Linked DNA regions of Ovis aries: region 2 is linked to region 1. Evidence: chromatin contacts called from public Hi-C data. All regions are on one chromosome and are shown on one strand. Each heading gives the region's core, a stretch centred on a gene start, on an enhancer-like site or on the middle of the called end of the contact. The rest is flanking DNA. Distances are from core to core; before and after follow the strand shown.

The links. A called contact is a pair of places that touch in the nucleus more often than the background predicts.
Region 2: a Hi-C map of tail adipose tissue shows a contact between it and region 1, with 5 times the contacts expected there. The contact joins two enhancer-like sites. A contact is called at or near these places in 5 of 16 Hi-C or Micro-C datasets (hypothalamus, liver, muscle and 2 more).

The regions. Positions count from the first base shown.
Region 1 is chr11:52,761,719-52,766,171 of ARS-UI_Ramb_v3.0, forward strand. LGALS3BP (galectin 3 binding protein) reads left to right here. Exons shown (of 5, transcript XM_060395828.1): 4 at 434-686; 5 at 2,732-4,342. The coding sequence ends at 3,764. Among named protein-coding and RNA genes, the nearest start is that of LGALS3BP, 7.9 kb to the left of the region's middle. Within about 2 kb of position 1,528, at least 11 of the 54 cell types and tissues checked have an H3K27ac peak or open chromatin away from gene starts, as enhancers often do.
Region 2 is chr11:53,073,167-53,078,008 of ARS-UI_Ramb_v3.0, forward strand. DNAH17 (dynein axonemal heavy chain 17) reads left to right here. Exons shown (of 62, transcript XM_027974201.2): 17 at 1-26; 18 at 951-1,055; 19 at 2,597-2,754; 20 at 3,388-3,526; 21 at 3,679-3,906; 22 at 4,310-4,447. Among named protein-coding and RNA genes, the nearest start is that of DNAH17, 19 kb to the left of the region's middle. Within about 2 kb of position 1,340, at least 2 of the 54 cell types and tissues checked have an H3K27ac peak or open chromatin away from gene starts, as enhancers often do.

The DNA.
Region 1 (4,453 bases), core at 278-2,777:
GGAGGCTGCCAAGGACCCCAGAGCTCTAAACCACATTGCCGTGGGACACTCTTCAGACCAGACGAGGCAGGAGGTTCAGGTTTTAGACAGTCACATCTGGGTGATTGATTGACTGACTGATTGGGATAGGACCCCAAGTTCTGGAAGTCAGCCCCTCCAGATCCCCCCAAGATGTGCCATCTGAATGTTGGGGGGGCAGGTGAGCTACAACATAGGGGTGTTTGACGGGGTGGGGCTCTGGGCCACGGGGGGCGACGGCACCCTGTGTTCCAGGGCTGTTCTTTCCTCATCTCCCCAGAAGCCTTTCTGAGCTGATAAGGCAGGATCCACAGTTTAAGGGAAGAATCTGACTCCGGGGAGCAAAACTCTGTGTTTTCGGGTCACAGAGGAAGCGAGTGCCGGGGCCCCTCCTAACATGCATCCCCCTCCATAGAAACCAGAGGTGTCTACACCCTCGACCTATCCGGCGAGCTCCCCGCGGCTCTAGAGCAGATCTTTGAGAGCCAGAAGGGCTGTGACCTGTTCATCAGGGTGAAGGTGCGTGAGGAGGACGAGCTGGCCATCTGCGCCCACAAGCTGATCCTGTCCACCAACCCCGAGGCCCATGGCCTGTGGAAGGAGCCGGGCAGTAGGGTCACCATGGAGGTGGATGCTGAGTGTGTGCCCACCGTTAAGGACTTCATCAGGTGAGTGGCCTCGGGGCCGGGCCCAGGGACCGGGCAGCGTCCCTGCCAAAGGAAAACCCCAGGGACGAGGGACGCGACACCAACCGCAGCTGTGCTCACCTGAACACACGCGAGGGCAACCACATACGTGCTCTCTCACTTGTGCGCACACATGCTCACACACCCACACGTGTGCACACTCACTTTCACAGCCACACGTCCTCACCTTTGCACACACATTCTTATGTATTCTTTCCACAGGGACTGTGAGAAATGGGTCAGCCCTCACACGTACACACACACACACACACGCACACCACACCTGTCTCTCGGGTGTCATAAGCACCCAAAAAAACTATCAAAGTCATTCTTCCTCTTTTCACCTCACTGATCTGCTCCTGCAAAAGTTTTTTTTAAAGAAACAGGAATCCAAGTCTGCTGCCGGAAGAAAGTGGGGAGAAAATTCCCAGGTGGCACCGTCCAGGCGGCAGTCTAACCAGCGGGCCATCCACGCTGGGAGCCCATCTCCCAGTTGAGAGTGGCCCCCGAGGCCCCTTCCCCTGCAGACCATCCTGCTGGGGGGTCTCTATGTCACCACATCGGGCGGGCTTTCCAGGGACTGGCGTTCTGGGAGCATCAACTTAAAGAGAGAACCAAGTGTATGAAAAGCTGTTCCCTCTCATGACCCAAAGTTGTAGCTAGCCGAAAGTGACATTTAAGAGGAAACAGCAAATGGCAGTTTAAAAAGATTAAATGGCGTCTTTTCAGCCGAGGATGAGAGCTTGGCCGCTGTCCTGCGCCCCTCCCAGCAGGGCTGAGGTCTGTGATGCGTCTGTGCCTGGTCCCAGCCTCTCGGCAGTCACCGCCCTCGGTCAGAGTCAGCGGTTCTCTGGACTGTCTAGCCATGTGCTCCAGCTTGCTCTCTCTGTCTCTCTCTGCCTTCCTGTCTCCTTCTGCCTCTCACTCCATCTCTATCTTCCTGTTGCCCTGTATCTTTGTGTCTCTCGCTCCCTCCCTCTCTCTCTGTCTCTCTCCCTCCTCTAAGGCAGAGAGGCAGCAATGAGCCCCACCCAGGCCCTAGAGGGTCTCTGGAGACCCTGGTTCACTGCCTACACCACCCCCCACTCCCCTTCCCTCTGCCCGGCAGCCCCCACGTGGTGCAGATGACCATTTTGGTTCTCGAGTTCACATTCAGCAACAGAATCACAGGATGTACTGAGCACATCAGGGCAGAGCGGCAGGTGGGACGAGGACCGGCCCACCCTTGCTGCTGCCACTGGACTCTGTGGGGTCCCGGCTCCTTTCTGGGCACCCGAGGCTCCGTGTTCAAGTGATGGGGAAGCCAGCAAGTCTGAGGCTCCCTGGAAGGCTCGTCATTCGAGAGAAGTGGTGGACAGAGTTTGGTTCTTTCCAAAGCAGGGCCCCATTCACCATCTCCCAGGAGACGGCAGGGGCCATTGCCTGGCGTTTCCCCTCCCAGCAGGCTCCCTCCACACGTGTCTTCATGAGCAAAGTGCCTCCTGGTGGCACACTGAGTTACACGGTGGGTGGCATAGACTGGGTGCCACCCACAGGGCTCACAGCTGGCAGGGATGGCAGACAGGAGGTGACCCATGATGATGCCCATGTCATGGGGGCACCAGACAGGTGCTGGGGCAGAGGGGCACCCATGGGCACCCAGTGGGGAAATCAAGAGTTCTGCCCAGGGGTGTGACAGGGGAGAGGGAAGGGCAGAGCCCCGGATGGCCAGCGGGTCCTGGTGTCGGGGCCCAGCCCATGAAGATGACGGTGATGATGGAGGAGGTGGCGGGACCGTCCCCATCAGTGAGGACGAAGCAACATCCTCAGGGTGTCTGGGGTCCGCCCAGCTGCCTATGCACTTGGCTCTCGGCCCACATAGCTTGGAATGGGGGTTGACTCAGGAGATAAGTCAGGGGGCTCCAAATGCCCCCTGAAATAGCTGGCACCCCGGGGATCAGCAGTCAGCCAGACACCTGCACCGGGGCACACCTGTCGTCCTTCGGGAGAAGGGGTGTAGCCAGGCGTCAGCCCTCGTCTCCCCTCAGGTACCTCTACTCCCGGAGGATCGATGTGTCTCTGTCGTCAGTGAAGTGTTTGCACAAGCTCGCCTCTGCCTACCAGGCCGAGCAGCTGCAGAGCTACTGCGGGCACCTCTTTGCCATCCTCATCCCCCAGGACCCCTCTTTCCGGACACCCCTGGAGCTCTACGCCTACGCCCTGGCCACCCGGGACCCCGTGCTGGAGGAGATCTGCGTGCAGTTCCTGGCCTGGAACTTCGGGGCCCTGACGCAGGCCGAGGCCTGGCTGAGCGTCCCCCCGGGCCTGCTCCAAGACCTGCTCTCCAGGACCGAACTAGTGGTGCCCAGCGAGCTGGTCCTGCTGCGGGCTGTGGACGAGTGGAGCCGGGAGAGGAGCACCTCCCACAAGGAAGTGGAGGGCTTGGTGGAGAAGGTGCGGTTCCCCATGATGCCACCCCGGGACCTCTTCTCGCTGCAGTTTAACCTGTCCCTGTACTGGAGTCACGAGGCGCTCCTCCAGAAGAAGATACTACAGGCCCTGGAGTTCCACACCGTGCCCTTCGAGCTGCTGGCTCAGTACTGGGGCCTGAACCTCACCGAGGACGCCTACCAGCCCCGGCTTTATACCTCGCCCACCTGGAGCGAGTCTGTGATGAGCTCCAGTTACAACCCCTACCGGTCCTTCCAGACGCCCCAGCACCCCAGCTTCCTCTTCCAGGCCAGTTCCGTCTCCTGGTCTTTAGTCTACCTCCCCACCCTCCAGAGCTGCTGGAACTACGGGTTCTCGTGCTCCTCCGATGACCCCCCACTCCTGGCTCTCTCCAAGTCCAGCTACTCCAGTCCCACCATTGGCTATGAAAACCGGGCCCTGCTGCACTGTGAGGGGAGCTTTGTGGCAGACGTCATCGACTTCAAGGGCTGGAAGGCCCTGATCCCCAGTGCCCTGGGTACCAACAGCTCCAGGAGCACTTCCCTCTTCCCCTGCCCGGCAGGGCTCTTCAGCAGGTTCCAAGTCGTCATCCGTCCCTTCTACCTGACCAACTCCACGGGCATGGACTAGACTCGAGGCTGGAGGTCGGGGTGGGCAGGAGCCCAGAGGCTGGGCACCTTCCTCCCCTCCACATCCTCTCTGCAGCCACCTCCAACCACCGGCCACCAGGTGGCCCCCCTGCTTCCCTTGATCTCTCTGAGCTTACGGAAATTACTGGAAGACTTCAGCTACTGCAGACTTCCCTGGTGGCTCAGATGGTAAAGAATCTGCCCACAATGTAGGAGACCTGGGTTCAACCCCTGTGTTGGGAGGATCCCCTGGAGAAGGGAATAGCAACCCACTCCAGTATTCTTGCCTGGAGAATCCCATGGACAGAGGAGCCTGGCAGGCTACAGTCCACGGAGTCTCAGAGTCAGAGACAACTTGTTGCAAAGAGTTGGACACAACTGAGCATCTAACACTTCCTTCCTTCCTTCAACTAGTGCACTCACAAGCTGAGAACTCCCACTTCAACTGCACAGCTAATTTGTTGGGAAGCAATGAGATGTGAGCCAGGAGCTGTTGGGTTTCCTACCTGGCCTTTCACTTTCTCCACCCTCTGCTGTCCCTTATCTGAGATCATTAAAATTGTACTGTGGTTCCCCCAAGTTCTCTTGTTCACGCAGAATGGGCTGATGAGTCCATAGGGTGTTGAGACAGAGGATGATGCGCTAGGCCCTGGGATCCAGTAATGAGCCAGTGTGGTCCCTTCCCCGTGA
Region 2 (4,842 bases), core at 90-2,589, 310 kb after region 1:
ACTGCTCTGAGCAGATGGACTACAAGGTAGACACCCCACGTCCAGGGGACCCTGGAGTCCCCTCCCCCAGGAGGCCGCAGCCAACAATCCCCAAGTGACCGCTGGGCGGGTGGCACTGCTGGCTGGCCTCTTGGGCATGACCAATGTGTCTGGTAGAGGATCCCAGGGTGGACAAGACCCACCTGCAAACATCCTCCCCCACTGGGGAGGCAACCCTTCCCAACCTACATCCCAAGCTTGTCCCAGCAACTGGGAGCACCAGAGAGAGTGAGAGCCTTCAAGGGGGCAGGGGGTAGGGGGTGGCCCAGAGGCTTTGCGGCACAGCCACAGTTCTTAAAGGGCCCAGGAAAGAAGACCGTGGAGGTCAGGTCAAAGCAGCCTCTGGTGGGAAGGGTTGGGGGCACTGAGGTCATGAGCGTGGCCCCCTGGGGCCTCCCTGCCCCAACCCCATGGGATCCCCAGAGTCCAGGAGACCCCATCTTGAGGCTGAGGGTGGGGACAGCAGTCCCCTGACTGTCAAGGCCATGGCCCACACCAACCTCCTGGGTTTTAGAGAAGTGAAATCTGAAGTTGGATCCTCCTAGAAGGAATCTTGTGTATGAACACTGAAGAATCACCCCGTCTATCCTTCAAGGGCCTGAGTCCGTCTCCTCCACCTTAGAGGGAAGGCCCCTTCCTTGTGTGCTAGTGGAAAATGCCAGGGTGAATTTTACACGTACGGCCTTATCTGAGTCCAGGCAAAGCCCTCAGCTCAGGGAGGATCTGGGCTCTTCCTGGCACCCAGCCCCATGTAGTGTTGACTCCTCCAGGGAGTAGACGACCTGCCTCTAGCCTCCCAGGGGCCCCAAAGCTCCCGAGCCTGACCCCCAGCCTGGGCAGGAGCTGACAGGGCAAGTGGAGGCTCCTGGCAGGACTCTCCACTGCTCACTTCTCCCTGTCACCTTTTCTAGTCCTGCGGAAATATCTACAAGGGCCTGGCCCAGACCGGAGCCTGGGGCTGCTTCGACGAGTTTAATCGGATCTCCGTGGAGGTCTTGTCCGTGATCGCTGTACAGGTAGGGCCCCCGTGCAACCTCGGGGTCACCTTTGGGAACTCGCTGCCCTCCCGCGTCGGGGCTCGTCAGGTTCCCAGTATGGTCAGGTCAGCCTGAGTGCGGCTGTGGCACAGAGGTGGGCGGGACCCCAGCCTTGTCCTTCGGAGGCCCACAGTCTGGTGGGGCGCACAGAAGGGTCAGACACGGCGGCACACTTGTCGCCGAATACGGATGAGGGGACAGTCAGTTTTGCCCAGGGTCCAGGACAGACGGCTTTGTTTCAGTTCGCAGTGGAGCTGGGCATTGAAGTGTGCATAGGAGCTTGTCAATTAGATAAGAGTGCTGGGAGAAAGGAAGTGTGCCCAGGTATTTGGGGAATACCCATGATGGAGTGCAGGACTGCCTAGTTCTGGGCTCTATTTAAACTCTCCATGACTCCATTGTCTAATCCATAGAATGGGTTTGCTGGCAGGATTAGGGGTGAGTGTGGGTAGCTGGCCTCCTTCACTGCTGTTTCCCTCTTGATGTAGACATAGAACTATCCCCAAGCCCTGGGACCAGAGGCCAGCAAGGCAAAGGGAAGATGGGGGCAGTCAGTGCCCCCTGGACTCTCTGGCAGTGCTGACCGCTGCCTTGGGGACCCCCAACCCCCAAAGTCAGTGCACAGACCCCAGGAAAATTATGCGGAGCTCTGAACTGAAGTAGAGGAGCAAGAACTGGAATGGAACATCAGGAGAGGCTCCACGTGGTGGTTTGGGGGGGCGGGGTCCCACCTCCAGGCCCCGCCCTGTTGGGGTGTGAGCCGCACACACCACCGCACACCGGTCTGGCAGGAAAGTCCTGGGCTTTGCTTGGGAGCCCCAGACTCGGAGTGGGTCTTAACCGTGGGTACAGGGCGCCCTCCAGTGGTGGCTTGGAGGTTTGCAGCTGCTCAGCGGGCACCAAGGGTCAAAGGCAGCTAATGGTCCCAGAAATAAGATTTCACCCGATGCTGAGTATCTGATGTGGGGATGGCTACCAATCAGCCCGCCCACGGGTCACGGCCGGAGCAGGAACAGACACACAAAACGGCTAAGGGGCGGAACGTCACATAACGAGGATTAGCCTCGACCTGGAGGAACCCCCAGGGCGTCTCTCTGAGTGACCAAAGCCCGTCTGAGATGGCAAACTGTACCATCCTACTTACTAAGGTTAATGGAAGACAGCCTTACAGAAACGGGAGCAGATGAGCGGTTGCAGGGAGTCGGGGGTTGTGGTGGCAGAGCGGTGGGGGTGGCTGTCAAGGGCGACTACATCTGAGGTCACAGAAATGTCGGTCATCTCCACGTTGCTGTCCTGGTGGTGATGTTGTAACGCGGTCACCACTGGGGGGCGCTGGGGAGGGACCCACGGGATCCCCTCTCTGTTCTTAAAACTGCACGTGAATCTACAATTGTATCGAAGTTTAAAATCCAAAGCTGCAAATCCACAGCCACTCACATGCCTTAGCGCAAAGGAAGCTCCGTCCAGCCCATCGAAGTTAGCTGTTCCCGCATGAACCCATCTATGTACCAACCCTTTAGGTAAAATGTGTCCAAGATGCGATTCGGGCCAAAAAGAAAACGTTTAATTTCCTGGGAGAAATGATAAGTCTCATCCCCACTGTCGGCATCTTCATCACCATGAACCCGGGGTATGCTGGGCGCACGGAGCTGCCGGAGAACTTAAAGGCCTTGTTCAGGTGTGCGGCGGGGGCAAGGCCCAGGAGAGCGGCTGTGGAGGGCTGGGTCAACCCAGAGGGGGCTTGGGGAGGCGGGGATGGGAAACAAGGCCGGGGTGAGAGGGGCTAGCTGGCCAGGACCTCTGTAAGGAGCAGACGGTGTCTTCCCACTCTCTGATTCCCAAGGGGTGGAGAGGAAGGTCCCGTTTTAGGCATCACCTGCCCACGGGTCGGGAAGATCCCCTGGAGAAGGAAATGGCAGCCCACTCCAGTACTCTTGCCTGGGAAATCCTATGGACTTAGGAGTCTGATGGGCTACAGTCCATGGGGTCACAAAGAGTCAGACACGACTGAGAGAGTGAGCATGCACACAGCCGATTGGTACAAGGTGATGGGCAGAGACAGGGCTCAGGTGACTCTCAGAGGAGTTGAGTAAAGGGGGCAGGGCCCGGAGACACCCCTGTGCAGAGCAAGGGAGCACCAGTAAAGATGTGAGGGGAGCCAAGTGGAGGGGAGGGGGTCTGGGAAGCTGCTCTGCACCTAGAATCTCTGCCAGTAAGGCTGTGGTCCTCCTGGAAGGTGAGGTCCTGAGGGGCAGGTGGGGGCAGGGGTGGAGGATGGGAGAAGCCAAGACAGACCCCCTGCACCCCTCAGGCCCTGCGCCATGGTGGTCCCCGACTTTGAACTGATATGTGAGATCATGCTGGTGGCCGAGGGCTTTCTGGAGGCCCGCCTTCTGGCCAGGAAGTTCATCACACTCTACACCTTGTGCAAAGAGCTGCTGTCAAAGCAGGTGTGTGACTGTCCGGGGGCCCACGGTGCCGGGGGCGGGAGGGATGACAAATGCAGGCAGCCTGGGCTGCCTCCCAGATGGCCTGGCGAAGCTCCCCAGCCTCGGTCCCGGCACGTCAGGAGGCACGCTCATGCCTGCCCACCCACCCGCAGGATCACTATGACTGGGGCCTGCGAGCCATCAAGTCTGTGCTGGTGGTGGCCGGCTCCCTGAAGAGGGGTGACCCCAGCCGGGCAGAGGACCAAGTGCTGATGAGGGCACTCAGGGACTTCAACATCCCCAAGATCGTCACCGACGACCTGCCCGTGTTCATGGGGCTCATCGGGGACCTCTTCCCCGCCCTGGATGTGCCTCGGAAACGGGACCTGAATTTTGAGAAGGTGGGTATGGCTGGGGTCCCACCAGCGCCTCCTTGCTGCCGAGGACCTCACTTTCCACCATCACTTTCCACCACCTAAGTGGCAGGTACCACACAGGGATGATGGCTGTCTCTGCCAGCAGGCAATGGCCACACGTGCGTGTCTCCCTCTGCCCTGAGCAATGTCCTGAGGCCACAGACTGCCTCTCCAGCCCCTTTCTCAATACTGGAGGGTCAGAAGAAGAAGCAGAAGGGGCTTCGGACAAACCCATCCCCCGCATGGGGTCTCGGTAGCACCCACGGCCGAGCACCTGGACACCCACACGGGCAGGGCCGCTGTTCCCTTCTGATCTCTTCCCTGGCAGGGGGCTCCCCGGTCCTGCATGGTGGGCCCAGCACCCCGTCCTGCCTGCCCCCCCTCCCAGGTCATCAAGCAGAGCATCATGGAGCTCCAGCTGCAGGCAGAGGACAGCTTCGTGCTGAAGGTGGTGCAGCTGGAGGAGCTGCTGCAGGTCCGGCATTCAGTGTTTGTCATCGGGAACGCGGGCAGCGGCAAGTCCCAGGTACGCGCCTTCCTGCAACCCAGCCCAGGGCCCCCGGGGCCCCCGAAGAGTGTCATGGGCTGGGAAGGGAGCTGTGCTGGGTGACAGGGACAGCGGAGGAGGTGCAGAGTGGCTGGCGAGCCTGGTCCCCCCTTAAGACCCTTCTCCCAGGCCTCCTCTCCTTCCGTTCCTTCTCCCTTGATGCTGGTCATCCACCTGTCTGCAGCCAATCCCCACCCTCCTGCCCCCTGCCATCGCCTGGGGCACAGTGGGAAGCAGAGGGTGGCGGCCAGCATTACTGATACCCCTAACATCGGAAAATTCTAAACCAGCCGAGCACTCAGCTAGACGCCCACAGGATGGACAATTATGCTGTTATTAAAGATCATCTCTTAAGACTGCGTAACACGAGGGAT